Linked DNA regions of Gossypium hirsutum: region 2 is linked to region 1. The links are chromatin contacts, called in public Hi-C maps. All regions are on one chromosome and are shown on one strand. The core of a region is the stretch at or near the end of the contact, and the rest is flanking DNA. Distances in the headings are between cores, read along the strand shown.

Region 1 (2,840 bases), core at 11-2,510:
GCAAAAATGTGTCGCGTAACAATTTGCCACCATGTATAGGCTTCATATTATTTTTTTATCTTTAAATAAAAGAACTAAAAAGTATAAATCTAAGAATTGAAGACATGTACGAAAATAATAATATTATTATTATCCACCTAATTTCATTATTAAATAAATTTTAAAACGTAAAATATTTTCTTTTACCTACGTGTAATAATATCTATTTGCTTTTATAATTCTCAAAAAGACAAAGATTGAATTTTTGATCCAGGCAAACTTGGGTCTTGAAAAGGCTAACTTGATAAAAAAACTTAGGGTAAATTATAAAAATAGTCACTCAATTATTAGCATATTTCTATTTTGATTACTTAGGTTTAAAGTTTTCTATTTTAGTTGCTAACATTATAGAAATTTAATATTTTAGTCACTCTTCCAGTAAATCATTAACAATGACTTTTTTATTGGCATAATAATAAAATTAGTCCATTAATATTTACAAATTCTATTAATTTAGTCCTAAAATTAAAAAATTCAACAAATTTAAGCATATTCAAATTTTCCAACATTAAGCACAAAAAAAAAAAAAGAGAGAGGCGAAAAAGGTACAAACTATATTAAACTATCATAATCGAAAATTAACAATTCTATCAATTTCAAGAACAAATAGTAGATCTTCATGAATGTCTTCAAACACTTGCATGTCAGTACTCATTGTCATGGCTATTATTGCTATGTGATCCGCAACATGGTTCCTCTCCCTAAAATTATATTTTATCCTCCAATGTTATCTACTAAGTCTCATATGAATCCTTCATAACATTTTGTATGACTTTGACTATCTCTAGATTATTTGTGTGGATTGGTACCATTTTTCCTGAATAAAGAACAAACTATCTAGAATACCCTAAAACTCAATATAAAAAATAGAGCAAACCCTTAAATATTGATTAAATCCAAGATCCAATCCCCTTCTTGCTTATACATGGCCCCTCCAGTAGCGGTAACCCCCGCTGCCATATTGACAGTTTCATAAGCACCACAATAGTGAGTTTGTTGAGTTTGAGGGGTGGTTGAAGATTCTAAAAAAACAAAAAATTGCATTTTTATCCAAACAAACTGGGGTCTTCAAAAGCCCAACGTAATAAAAAATATGGAGAATTGGGCTCAACCGAAGTTGTAGGTCTGTAAGTAAATAAATCAAATACTAGGGACCAATTAGTAAATCTAGAAAGTTCTACTTCTATCTTTGCAGTCAAGCAAGCAAGTAGTGATATTTTCGTAAATATTAAAATAATTAAATATAAATAACCGAGAATCAAAATACCCTAGCCTCCCTCTTTTACCCAAACCTGATTTCCACTTCTAGGGTTTCATATTTCCCCTCTTTTTTTAATAGAGGAGCTCTTAATCAACCGACCCAATCAAATTCATAAATTGTAGAGTTTTGAATGGGTACGGAGAGAAAAAGGAAGGTGAGCTTGTTTGATGTAGTGGACGAGCCATCGGCTAAGATCGCGAAATCGAACGGTTTAGGTTTAACGGAGACGAACGCTAACAGCTCGATCAACAAGTGGAATGGACGGCCTTATTCTCAAAGGTATTACGATATTTTGGAGAAGAGGAAAACCCTCCCCGTTTGGCAACAAAAAGAAGAGTTTTTGCAAGTATTGAGGGCGAATCAAACCCTTATCTTGGTCGGTGAAACCGGTAGCGGTAAAACTACTCAGGTTAGTACTTTTTTCAGCTGTGTGTTTTTGAAAAATTGAAATTTGATTTACTATCTATGAACAATTGTTGTGGGCTTTCTGTTTTTGAGGAAAAAAATATAGGTAGTTACATTTTAGGGTTTTTTTTTGGTGTTATGCAGATTCCTCAGTTTGTATTGGACGCCGTTGATATAGAAACTCCGGATAAACGTAGGAAAATGATGATTGCTTGTACCCAGCCTCGAAGAGTGGCTGCCATGTCTGTTTCGCGTCGTGTTGCTGAAGAAATGGATGTGACTATTGGAGAGGAGGTGGGTTATAGTATTCGTTTCGAGGATTGCAGTAGTGCAAGGACTGTTTTGAAGTAAGCTTTGACTTTTACTGATTTTTATTTGGTATTAATGGTATAGAAATGGATATGAATAGGAGACGATTAAGGTTATTTTGTTTTTGTTGTATGACAGGTATTTAACAGATGGTATGCTTTTAAGGGAAGCGATGACAGATCCTCTTTTAGAAAGATATAAAGTGATTATTCTCGATGAAGCTCATGAAAGAACTTTGGCTACAGATGTGCTGTTTGGGCTTCTGAAAGAAGTTTTAAAGAATCGACCTGACCTTAAGCTTGTTGTTATGAGTGCTACACTAGAGGCTGAAAAGTTTCAGGGTTATTTTAATGGTGCACCACTTATGAAGGTTCCAGGTAGGCTTCACCCTGTGGAGATATTCTACACTCAGGAACCTGAAAGGGATTACTTGGAGGCTGCGATACGGACTGTTGTGCAGATACACATGTGTGAACCTCCTGGTGATATACTTGTTTTCCTAACTGGAGAGGAGGAGATCGAAGATGCCTGTCGCAAAATAACGAAAGAAGTAGGAAACATGGGGGATCAAGTAGGTCCTGTTAAAGTAGTGCCTCTATATTCAACTCTTCCACCAGCAATGCAGCAGAAGATTTTTGAGCCTGCTCCACCTCCCGTGAAGGAGGGTGGCCCTCCTGGAAGGAAGATTGTGGTGTCTACAAACATTGCCGAAACTTCCTTGACTATTGATGGCATTGTTTATGTTATTGACCCTGGGTTTTCTAAACAAAAAGTTTATAACCCACGAGTGCGTGTTGAGTCCTTATTGGTATCTCCTATATCAAAG
Region 2 (2,959 bases), core at 324-2,823, 240 kb before region 1:
GACAAGCAAAAATAAAATCTCATGGGAAACAAGATGACCCGAGGAACAATGGTAGATTCATGTGTGGATGCTTGTGCTGCTGAAATCTCCAACTTCGAACTAAATATCAGTAACAAAACCTTGAGGGCTTAATAACATGGCTAATTTTTCCAAATGGCTTAATCTTGGTGTTCAACATGTTATCAAGCCCTTTCATGAAATCCCCCCCCAAATTATAACCCTCACCGGAGATGACTTAAGTAGCACGGCTAACCCATGACTTAATGGCTTAAGTCTCTAGTGGCATACTGATTCAAAGCAGAAGTATTGTGTACCTAAACAGACAGAATAGAATACTCAAAATTAGGCAAACTAATAAATTAATCCAACTTACTTGTCCAGAAAAATCCATGTCGTATATGGTGGCAACTTTTCAACGTTCGGAAGCTTGACACTTGTTGAAGATACAACTTCGTGACCATTAGAATAGTCTCTATCTCCTGACCCTTGCGCAAATCCAGCATACTTAAATAGAGGAATTAGGATTCTTGAAGAAAGCATTTTACCAAATCCATTCTCCTCCACACACAGAACGCTTCTACTTGATGTAGCTGACAAAATCTCTGAAATATGACTCTCGAGCTTCTTTCTGTTCTTCTCGACTTTTTCCTGTGCACACCACCCAATATAAATATAATTTATTTGCATCTCTAGCAGGTTGGAGCGCAAATCAATTCAATTTAGACAAGCTGAATACAGTAGTAATAGTTTCTTATCAAATTCACACTGAATTGACGACGCTAGTGAAATTCAAGGACAAATAAATAATGTAGCAATAATTTAAAAAGTGAAATTCATAAGCGACTAACATAACTAATCTACCTTAATCGAAGCAATTCTCTCCGCTTGAATTTGCCTTTTAAGCTGATTTAACTTATGTGTCAAGTTTCCTACTCCACCACTAGAGCAGTCTCCAAGTGATTTCTGCCATATCAACAAATAATAGCAATAAAATCAAGACATTGATAATTAAGCTAAAACGGATTTTTTAAAAAAAAAAGAAAAAAGAAAACTCAATTCCATTTTTTTTCCTTTCCGTTTTCTGTTTCTAAATAATTCATTAGCAGCCAAACAGAGTATAAGCTGCAGTGAACGGCGATGGAATTGAGAGAAACCTCAGCCTCCACACAAAACCATTGGCGAATAATATTCAGTGGAATTTCAAGTCTATGTGATCAATTACAAACTAAAAATCAAAATAATATTTTGAAAAATCATTTTAAATTTTATGTTTAAATGATACAGTGAATTTAAGCGACTGATAACTACTTTTTTACGATTAGTAATAAAGATTGAATACAAAAAGAAGAAATCAAAAGGGAAAAATTGAAGATCAAAAGGATAAGGAGAGAAATCCTAACTTTAGATTTAGTGGAAGAGTCGCTCCCTTTAGAGACCATTGTTGGCTGAATTTGGTGCTTTGTTTTCTCTGCGACTCCGAGTCATAAAACCAGAGTGAAAAAGAATCTGGAAGAAAATAATAAAAAAAGTAAAGAAGCACAGTAAAGGGCCTGACACGTTTGAACTGTTGTTACGTGGCCTTTACTGTTGGGGGACTCAATTTTTTAGTTTTTTCACACGGGCCCAAAGCATTTATTTTTCTTTCTCATTTTTATATTTATTTTGTTACATATAAATTTCGCCTTCAGAAATTTTAGCTGGCTTACGCAATGGGCTTTAAGTGAAGGCCCAAATTACATACCTGTCTGTACGAAATGTGTGTTTTTTTAACGAAACAAGTGTATGGAAGAAAACAAATTTTGGTGCCTTCTATTAAATCACTAACTTAATAATAATTAAATTTATTATTCAAAATATTAAAAAAAATTTACTCAACTAAATAATCCAACCCAAAATATAAAATTTTAAAATTTATATTTAATACAATAAAACATTTATTATATTTATTTGTATATTTTAATATAATAAAATATTTATTATATTTATAATAGTGTTTTTAATATAAATATTTTGTAATGTATTTTTTAATGTGTTAGTGCATGATAGCAAAATAAATTCATATTTTTAAAATATTTATTCTTGGCTAATTATCAGATAAAATACTATTAAATTTAGATTTTTCTTATCAGGAATGAAGTTGGTCTGCTGAATTCAAACTCTTACAGAAAAGGGCTAAATTAAAACAAAAAGCAAAGAGGAGGGCTTGATTAAAAGATTGAATATAAAAAGATGACTGGATAAAGATTGAAGGGTTGAAGATTTTTTTTAAAAAGTGATTGGATAAAGATTGAATGATTTTTTATATTATTATAACTCTATAATTAGTTTAAATTTAATATCTAATATAAATTTGATTTTTAAATTTTGAATTATTTAGTGATAATATTTAAAATTATTTATTAATAATATTTAGGATTATTTAATAATAATATTAAAAAAAAATCTAACTAAATTTTAATATAAATACCTAGTGACTACACCTAATTACACACTTGATTTTAGGCTTTAATAATTTCTTTTCTTTTTTTCTTTCCATTACCTGCGCCACTTTTCATTATGTCATTTCAATTATTTTTCTTTTCATTATGTCATAATTAACTAAACCTTTTTCAGCTTTAGCTCAAAAATTGTTCCAATAAAATAATCGTGAGATACGAATTCACTCAAAAAAATCTCTCATCACAATATTTTCTTTCTCTCCAGTATATGAGATAGTACAAATTCGTCCCTTAAAGTTGATTCATCTTCGATTCAAAAAGTGCATGTTGAGTTGGAGTTGTTTTGCTTACAGTTGGGAAGTTGAATCGACCGTACTGTGTTCAAATTCCAGCGAACAAATTGGCGTGTCTAGGTAGAAAAAACCAATTGGATTTTGTCAAGGGAGATAGAGATCAGATTTAAATGACCCACGCGGTTGAGGCCGTTGATTCGAGTTAGGCTTTTCAAATCGCAAGGCTGT

The links. A called contact is a pair of places that touch in the nucleus more often than the background predicts.
Region 2: a contact with region 1 is called in a Hi-C map of leaf, with 1.6 times the contacts expected there. The contact joins the promoter of LOC107940563 here to the promoter of LOC107951302 in region 1. A contact is called at or near these places in 2 of 34 Hi-C or Micro-C datasets (callus and leaf).

Annotation. Positions count from the first base shown.
Region 1 is chrA12:84,456,443-84,459,282 of Gossypium_hirsutum_v2.1, reverse strand. It overlaps LOC107951302 (probable pre-mRNA-splicing factor ATP-dependent RNA helicase DEAH2), which reads left to right and starts at 1,260. Exons shown (of 7, transcript XM_041082908.1): 1 at 1,260-1,709; 2 at 1,850-2,052; 3 at 2,153-2,840. The coding sequence starts at 1,431.
Region 2 is chrA12:84,694,688-84,697,646 of Gossypium_hirsutum_v2.1, reverse strand. It overlaps LOC107940563 (histone-lysine N-methyltransferase EZA1), which reads right to left and starts at 1,573. Exons shown (of 17, transcript XM_016874009.2): 1 at 1,401-1,573; 2 at 862-963; 3 at 374-648. The coding sequence starts at 1,439.